2 separate regions of the Hordeum vulgare genome follow, and region 2 is linked to region 1. A link is a contact called in public Hi-C data. All regions are on one chromosome and are shown on one strand. The core of a region is the stretch at or near the end of the contact, and the rest is flanking DNA. Distances in the headings are between cores, read along the strand shown. Region 1 holds the start of LOC123402373. Region 2 holds the start of LOC123404046 (probable E3 ubiquitin-protein ligase ARI8).

What was found. A called contact is a pair of places that touch in the nucleus more often than the background predicts.
Region 2: a Hi-C map of leaf shows a contact between it and region 1, with 3 times the contacts expected there. The contact joins the promoter of LOC123404046 here to the promoter of LOC123402373 in region 1. A contact is called at or near these places in 3 of 6 Hi-C or Micro-C datasets (leaf and seedling) and 1 of 1 datasets of contacts at active chromatin or transcription factors (embryo).

What each region holds. Positions count from the first base shown.
Region 1 is chr6H:344,954,354-344,958,881 of MorexV3_pseudomolecules_assembly, forward strand. It overlaps LOC123402373, which reads left to right and starts at 2,081. Exons shown (of 3, transcript XM_045096291.1): 1 at 2,081-2,209; 2 at 2,311-2,567; 3 at 2,657-3,179. The coding sequence starts at 2,175. The coding sequence ends at 3,018.
Region 2 is chr6H:345,169,789-345,174,850 of MorexV3_pseudomolecules_assembly, forward strand. It overlaps LOC123404046 (probable E3 ubiquitin-protein ligase ARI8), which reads left to right and starts at 3,542. Exons shown (of 15, transcript XM_045097960.1): 1 at 3,542-3,990. The coding sequence starts at 3,835.

The sequences.
Region 1 (4,528 bases), core at 831-3,330:
AGAAAGATGATGCATTTATGAGTGTACATGCAGAGGCAAATGGAGAATAATTTGGTTGAATACTTGACTTGTTTCAGAATTGATAGCATAATTTGGTGACAAGGTGAAGGGAAAAAGCAGGGTCAATGGTGGTGGCGTTGCTTCTTCCATGGCCAAGTCAAACAAGTGTCCAATTCGACCAACAAAGTGACGTCCATGTCTACTCATGGTTGAATTAAAATCGTGTGGAATGTATGTTATTTTAGTTATCATCGTGTACTTGTGATTTGTGTTTTGAGACTTGATAATTGAGAACTCAGGGTGACAGTCTGAGACCTTAATGTTTGTTGTTTGCTGCTGAAGTGGAATCATATACTGAACTTGATTTGTTTCATGTCAAGTGTTATGTTGTCAAGTACTAAGCGGTGATGGTGTTTGCTGCTTGTCGATTATATGGGTTGATGTTACTTGATCTTCTTACTTTCTGTTGTCAAATATAAATGAGTATGGGTGAATGAATCTTATATAAATGAGTATGCATGCATGAATCTTCTTGCTCGTGAAGTGGTGATTATATATAGTGCTGATGTTTTATTTTAATATTTTCATGTGGATGTGTTTGCTGGTGAAGTGGTGATTATGTATATAGTGCTAATTTTTGTTATGTACACATGCACCTCTATACAAATATTTGTTGTCTTTGTACACACACATCACCCCAACACACACCTTTGTACATACATGTACCTCTCTTCTATATAGTTTGCATACAAGTGTTACTCGTAGTAACATAAATCTGAGTTCTAGCAATTAATTTGGTTTGGTTGGTTGGGACCAAAGACCGAATGGTAAAAACCGAAGACCGAATAGTGAAGAACTTAAAAGACCGAAATTATTTCGGTGTTCAATTATGGAAGACCGGATTTTTGAAAGACCAGAACGACCAAACCAAAAAGACCGAAGGCTCGGGTGACCGATAATGATCTCCGCGCACACCCCCTTGCGCGATGGTCATTGGCATGGCCCAACCCATTTGCCATGTTTTTTTGTCTTTTTTTCTTTTTTGCTCCTCTTTACTTTTCATTTTTTTGCGAATTTTGTCCTTTCAAATTCCGAACACTTTCTTGTTCATCGAATTCAAGAACTGTTCATCGATGTAAACACAATTCAACAATTCAGAAAATGTTTATCGAATTCAATTTTTTGTTTGAACGTAAACATTGTTCATCAAATTAAGACAATGTTCAACAAATTCAAAATTAGTTCGTTGTTTTCAATAAATGTTCATCAAATTCAAAAACAATTCATCCATTTAAAAAAAGTGTTTTTGAATATAATTATTTTTTATGAAGTTCAAAAAACTTCATGGAATTCAAAATTAGTTCATGAAAATATGAAAGAAAGTTCATCATTATTAAAAAATGCTTATAATTTTTTTCATTGAAATAAATAAATGTTTATTAAAATTGAATAAATGTTCCTTCTTTTGAATTGCAACTTTTTTATTAAAGAACCTTTTTCTGACAATTCACAATGTTTTGAAATCTTAGAACCAATCCCGTATTATTTTAATGTAGAAGGGAAAAAGGAAGGAAAAAGGAAAAGTAAAAATTAAAAAAGAAAAAAATCGAGGGGGCCCCGCCCGGGGCATGGTGTGGCCCCACAGTCAGCCTCGGCGTTTGGGTACCCTAACCCGTTACTCGAACCGAACCGAATTACCCGAATTGTTGGGTAATTCAGATATCGGGTTAGGGTTTGGTTCTCATTTCTTGGCTATTTGGTTTTCGGCTTAGGGTTCGGTTCTCATTTCTTCGCTATTTGGTTTTCGGGTTAGGGTTCGAGTTTCAGTCTAGAATATACCCATACTACCCGAATTATTTATACTACTCAAATTATTCATCATATTATTACACTATCATGTTACCCAGACTAATTAAAATAATCATACTATCCGAAATACACACTACCCAAATTATTCATATGAAAAGTTGATGTGTACTTTCAATATTTTGGATTTTTTGATACCCAGATTATCCAAATAAAAATTTTAAGTAATTTGGATTCGGATATTTTTTGAAAGAAATAGTTTTATTTCCTAATTTTAAGTATCCGAAGTACCATAAACCGAACTAGCTGACCGAACAGGGCGCGCGGGGTGTCGCGGGCGTGAGGGCTGCCGCCACTCGGGACGCCTCATGCGCCAAATAGGAGATCCCGGGGCTACCGTATGGTATAGGTCGATGCTCGAGCAACCGCTCGAGAACACACACACACACATACAGCTTCCTGCTTTCTCAAACACTGATCTTGCAGCTTCATTGTCGTCGACAGTCGGAAAGAAGGCATGGCGGGCGCGTCCTCGTGGTCGTCGTCCTGCTCGTGCACGTCGTCGCTCGGCTCCTTGGATGACGACGACGTGGTCTGCATCGTGAAGCCGGGTTCCCCCGGGCCCGGGGCAGCAGAGGGCAGCGTCAAGTTTTTGTGCAGCTACGGGGGTATGATCCTTCCACGCCACCCCGACGGCGCCCTCCGCTACGTCGGCGGCAACAACCGCGTCCTCTCCGTCGACCGCTCCCTCCAATTTCACGGTACATGCCTATACCAACGACGCCTCCTGCTGTCCATTAATCGTGTCCGGCACTCAGTTGTTTGACCGTGGATCGATCGATCACTTCAGAGCTGCAACGGAAGCTGACGGACATGTGCGGATGGGAGGCGATGAGCCTGCGGTGCCAGCTGCCGACGGAGGACCTAGACGCGCTCGTCTCCGTCACGACCAACGACGACCTCGGCCACCTGCTCGAGGAGTACGACGCCGCCAGCAGGGACCGGCTCCAGCCGCTCAAGATAAGGGCGTTCCTGTTCCCAAGGGCCAAAACGCCGCCGATCTCGCCGCCCACCCCGTCGTCCTCCAGGCCAACACCGGGGTACGTCCGCCACCAGCATCACGCGGCTCGTCCCCCTCCGGCTCGTGTGCATTCGGGCCACCGGCGCCCGCACCAGCTCCTGCTCGTCCACAACGGCAGTCGGTTGCTATAACGGCTGGATTAGCAGCCGCGTGCTGGTGTATTAGCTTGGCAGTCGTGAGATGAGATCGCCCATGGGGCGCTGTCGCTCACGAATTTGTAAGCCCTGCTTTGCATGGTTCATAACATACGTACTACTGTAACAGACTTATTAGCTTGGCTTATTTTAAATAAGATTCAGAGTCTGTCCAAAAAAAAGACAAGTATGTGTAGGAGCCGTTCTTTCCTTTCCTTTTCATTTTTCGTGATCAAAAGTGTGGATAAGTGCCGGAAACCAGAAGAACAGACGCAAGGGCGATAAGGTTCGTTGGGCGGATTGCGCAGCCAGCCTGTCTCGTCTCTTTCTGACTTCATTCATGTCTTGTCCGGCTAGTTTTGTTCCATTCCGAATCTGGAGGGTTCCTTCCGCGCAATATGTGGATGGAGTGACACGCTACGCCACTGAAGACCGGTCACGTAAATGGCAAAGCCCCCATTTGGTGCATTTTTGGTGGAGTCCATAAATACTCACTAATGGGGATACGGCCTATAGCCCCGGCCCGTAAGGGGCTTTAGCCCCGGTTCATCAACCGGGACTAAAGGGGCGGGACTAAAGGCCTAACCTTTTCGTCCTGGCCCTCTTACACGTCGGGACTAAAGGTGCTCCACGTGGGCGCCTCATAGCGTCCCAGGGGCAGGTCCTTTAGTCCCGGCTCGTTACACGGACCGGGACTAAAGATTTTTAGATTTTGCTGGTTTTTAGCTTTTTTTTGAATGAAATTATTTTTGGGTTTTAGGGTTTTACGGTTTAGGTGTTCGGGAGATTAACGTGATGCCTCGTTTGGTGTTCGGGAATTAGTTTTCATATAATTTAAAATAGAAATAATTATGCATATATATATAAGATTAACTTATCTTACAAGCGAGCATATATATACAATTATATGGAGATCTGAATTATCGGGACTAGAGCCCGTCTATTCGATTACATGGACGGACATCAGTAATGGCCCCTAGCTACACTAAATCGTCCTTTGTCATCTATAGCTTCCGTCCTCAGAAAGGTCGCAATCTCCTCTGCAACAGCAATCGCGCGTTGCTCTGGTAGGACCTTCGTCGTCATGGCCGTGTGCTATATAAGAAGAGGAGATGAATATGAATATCAATCATGATAACAAAGAATGACGGGTAAAAATAGAGGTGTGAATGTTCATTGCTTACGTCGAATCTGTGATCCTTGTCCTCAGAGGTAAACGTGCGAATGGTCTCACAAACATAGTATCCGCATAGATGCGTTTCCCGTGGCTGTTGGTCGCACTTTACGAGAATAGAATATATATAATCAAAATAATAATCTAGCATCATAAATGTATTGAAAAATAATAGAAGTATATCATACTACTACTTACCTGAGCCGCTTTAAAGGTCAGCTTCTCATGAAAGTTACCGGGAGTCACGCACTTGAACCGTTTCCAATGAAAGCTGCACATGTATATATATATAAGTGTCAGTAACTTATCAATTACACTTATAAGTGAATGGAC
Region 2 (5,062 bases), core at 2,292-4,791, 220 kb after region 1:
CATGTCTGATCTCCGGAAGTGGAATAGAGAAAACTTTGGTCACGTGGAGAAACAGATCAATAGTCTTCGCATAGAGCTAGAATCCCTGCAGCTCAATAATGCTGACAGAATGCTAGTGAAACAGAAAATGGAAGAACTAGACGAGATGCTATATAGAGAGGAGATGATGTGGCTCCAACGTAGTCATATAACCTGGCTGAAGGAAGGGGACCGCAACACCAAATACTTTCATCGTCAGGCCGTGTGGCGGGCAAGGAGGAATAATATCCGAAGGCTTCAGAAAGATGATGGATCACGGTGAAATGCTCCATCGGAGATGGAACGTATGGCCGCCTCTTACTTTAAGGAGGTGTATACGAAGGACCCCACGTTGGTATCGGATGTCATGTTAGATAAAACCCTGCCTAAGGTTACGGATGATATGAATGAAAAATTAATGGCCCCTTATTCACAGAAGGAAATCTCGGATGCACTTTTTCAAATTGGACCTATGAAAGCCCAGGGCCAGACGGGTTTCCTGCGAGATTTTATCAACAAAACTGGGGGTTGATGAAGGAGGACATTGTAAACGCGGTACGATCTTTCTTTTCATCGGGGGTAATGCCGGAGGGTGTTAATGAAACATCAATCATTCTAATACCTAAGGTCCAGCATCCTTCCTCCCTGAAGGAATTTCACCATATATCTTTATGAAATGTCATATACAAGGTGGTTTCCAAGTGCATGGTGAATCGTGTGCGGCCTTTTTTATCCGAACTTATTTCTAAAAATCAAAGCGCGTTCATCCCCGGTAGATTGATCTCTAACAAATCTATCATTGCCTTCGAGTGTTTGCATCATCTTCAAATAGGGTCTGCAAGGACTGAGTTTTGCGCCTACAAGCTGGATTTATCCAAAGCATATGATCGTGTCGATTGGGAATTCCTGGAACGTGCCTTATTGAATTCGGGTTTTGCAAGAGATTGGATTACCCTGGTCATGGCTTCGGTGCGCTTTGTCAAATTCTCTGTGAAGTTCAATGGGAAATCTTTGAACCAGTTTTCTCCTTCCCGAGGTCTTCGTCAAGGTGACCCACTATCTCCATTTTTGTTTCTCTTCGTCGCTGACGCATTATCTGCTCTCCTCCATGAGGCTGCGTCGGAAAGAGGCCTTGAGGCGATGAAAATAGTCGGGGTGCCCCAGTTATGTCACACTTACTTTTCGCGGATGATTCTCTTCTCTTCTTTCGGGCTTCAGCGGATCAAGCACTGATTATCAAGGATGTGTTGAGTACTTATGCATCAGCAACAGGTCAGCTTATTTACCCTTCAAAATGCTCGATTTTGTTCACGAATAGTTGCTCGCCGTTGGTTGTCGATGAGATAAAAGGTATTTTGCAAGTAACCCAACAGGAATTCAAAGCTAAATACCTTGGCCTTCCGGTCCCGGATGGGCGTATGCATAAAGGTTGATTTGAATCTTTACAAGCAAGCCTTAACAAAAGGTTAATCGAATGGAGTGAAAGGTATGCTTCGCAAGCCAGTAAAGAAGTCTTGATCAAGGCAGTGGCGCAAGCTATTCCAGTTTATGTCATGAGTATTTTCAAGCTTCCTTTATTCGTATGTGATGATCTCACCAAAATGACGCGTCAATATTGGTGGGGGTGGAGAATGGCCGTCGGAAAATGGCATGGTCTGTTGGGATAAGTTAATCCTGCCAAAGTCTCAAGGAGGCCTTGGGTTTCGTGATATGAGGGCCTATAACCAAGAACTATTAGCCAAGCGGGCGTGGCGTCTACTGATGACACCAACCTCCCTGTGTGCAACACTCCTTCGTGCTAAATACTACCCAAACAGGAATTTGGTTGACACGGTTTTCACTGGGAATGCATCGGCAGTTTGGAGAGGTATTGAACATGGGCTCGAACTTGTAAAGAAAGGTATGTTGTGGAGGGTGGGCAATGGCACAAACATCAGGGTGTGGAGAGATCCATGGATCCCCAGGAGCCGTCGTTTACACCGATTACACCCAAGAGAAACTGCCGATTGAACAGAGTTAGCGATTTCCTGAATGATCATGGATACTGGAAGGTGGAGCTGCTCCAACAATACTTTTGGCACCCGGATGTGGATTCCATCCTAAAGAGAAGAACTTCACCGAGAATGCGGGAGGATTTCATATCATGGCCTTGGGAGAGATCCGGGTTGTTGACGGTGAAAAGTGCGTACCATGTTGCGATGACTGATCACTATGATCAGTTTTGCCCAAGCTCAACCAGTGCTAACCCATCTGGAGACAGACCACTCTGGCGGTTAGTGTGGAGTGCGGAGGTTCCCCCAAAGCTGAAGAATTTTGCTTGGCAAGTTGTCTCGGGCACCCTACCTACAGACGCGGAGAAGAAGAGACGACACTTTGATCTAAATGGCTTCTGTCGGCTATGTGATAGGGAACAAGAATCCTCATTTCATGCTCTTATTTCTTGTCCGATCGCTGCCTCCTTATGGGACTTAATGCGGAATCATTGGCCTCTTCCGGATAGATCTTTGATCAAATGGACACGCAACGAATGGCTACTTCAGCTCCTGGAAGAATCCCACGTCTCCATCCGTAGCAGAATTATAATGGTCCTCTGGCGATCCTGGTATGTCAGAAATGAATTGCTTCATGGTAAAGATCCCCCTCCGCAAGATGTCTCATGTTCCTTCCTGCAAAGTTATTATAACACCTTCACTCAGATATCAAGCAGTGTGGAGGAGATTATTAAAGGAAAAGCTCCGGTGGTTCACGGTCCAATTTGTGTACCCGTTAAGCCTGCATCACGCTTACCTTGGCCTCCTCCTCCGGCTGGAATGGTGGCGCTGTCAATGGATGTCTCGTACTGCGCGACAGATGGATCAGCTGGCTCGGGGATAATTCTGAGGACAAGGACGGGTGAGGTGATATTTGCTGCGTACCGGAAGCTGTTCCATTGCAATGATGCGCTTGAAGCGGAATTACATGCTGTTCTGGAGGGTATTAAGCTCACTACTGAGCATTTCGACGCTGCAATTATGGTTCAATCGGATTGTGCTGCTGCTATCAACGCAGTAACGGGTGCTTCGTTGGATAAATCAGACTATGGCCATATGATCCAAGAGATCAAGTTTCTTTTAAGTGATAGGGTTTTTATTCGTGTAAAAGTTTTCTGCGATTAAAGTAGAGTTGTAGACTGCTTAGCGAATTATGGACGATGTGGGGATAGTAGAGCCTGTTGGCTGGGCCACTCTCCTCCTTTTGCCAATGATCTCGTGGTTGAGGATTGTAACTCTGTTATGTTGGAATAAAAACCTATCACTTTCAAAAAAAATAACCGCTTATTGGCCATGATTTTTGACCTTGAAAATCCAAAACGTTGGAGTCGGCCGCACGAGGCATGAAAGACCGTTGCCCTGAGCCGTGGCGTGGCAAAGAGAAAGAGGTATTCGGACACAGAGGAACGCGTCACTCCTGTTTGTGAAGCAAAGATTCTTCCTTTCTTGGTGCAGCGCAAGATTCCCATGAAAGGAAAAGGTTCCGTCTGGAAGGCACTGTTACGAGAAGAAGCAGAAAATAGCAATTACTACACGCGAGAAAGAAAACGTGCGGAAACAAACAAGGAAGGAAGGAGAAAGCTCGCGGCTTCCTCTGCCCCCGAGCGAATCCCACCCATCCTCTTCCTCCCCCCACGTCTTCCTCCTCTCCACCCCTTTCCCCTTCCACAGCCCCCGTCCCTCCCCCGAATCCGAGCCGCCTGCTCCGTCCAAACGGTGGGGCGCGGCTCCGATCCGCCCGATCCGGTTCGCTCTCGAGGCTCCGGTGCGCGAGGCGGCGGCGGCGATGGATTCAGAGGACGACGCGCGTGACTCCGCCGACGAGGACTTCTACAGCGGCGGCGAGGCGGGCCTCGCCCTCAGCGACGACGGGGACGCGGACTACGACTTCGCGGACCGCGACTCCGATGACTCGGATGACCTAATCTCCCATAGGCAGCAGGTGATCATCGATTGCCGTCCGCTTCGGTCCCGGTATAGAAATTGATTGTTCAAGATAATCGGAATGGGGGATGCAGCAGCGACGGAGTGGCCACGTATCGGTCGTTCTGTCTGCCCCTTAATGATAGGATGGATGATGTGGACAGAAATGATCTCACGCATATACTACGATATTATATATACAGTGGATAGAAATGTGACTGGTTGGATGATCTAGATATTGCTTTCGGTTGCCTGTGTGATTGCCTGACATCGATCAGAGTCCTTTCCATGGATGAAAAGATAAGCCGAGCATTCCCGATGAATTACTTCTGGTTGTCCAATAGGTGCTAGCTGTCACTGGTGTCCTGGCATGCCAAATTCATTTCGTGTTGTAGCTTGTAATCCACAGTGTGTCGCCTTGCTCGTCGGTTATGACTCCAGTTCTGGTTGCTGGTAATAAGTGGTAATGAATGTAGCATGATAGGGAGAGCGTTGCTTAGGGTAGGACTGTAGGATAGCATGCAAACGAGAACTTCTGAACTGGGGAGTAAATAATGGCGAGTATGTATTAGGCATGTACTGACATGCAACCTTGAAGCAAGGATATACCAGTCTAATTGGTATGTTTCTGAATCTGATTTTTGGGAGGTTTCCTGAAGCTTGCTGGTTTGATTGGAGCTGGCACTTTTTTAATGTTTGATCTGATAGCTCTAGCCAAAAGATGGTGATTAATTCGCAGATCATGCTAATTAGGTGAATACACGAGTCTACTTAGTGTTTACTTACTCACAACCGATGGAAATTTCTATGTGGGATGCAAGTACTTTTCTAGCTTCGAACTATGAAATAGGGTACATTGCACGATCTTCGCATAGGTCGTTAAATTCATTTTGTTCCGATTCACTATTTGTAGTGATATTCTGTCTACATATCAAGCGATGAAACGATTAGGGAAAGAAAAGCTTTCGAAGCTGATGGTACACAACTCTAGCGTGTTGATTCGGGGTTATATTTTTGTTCCTCCCTTATGCTTGAACTTAAATTGATAGGGTCGAATATATCTTCCATTCGTTAGTGCACTTCCCATTCAT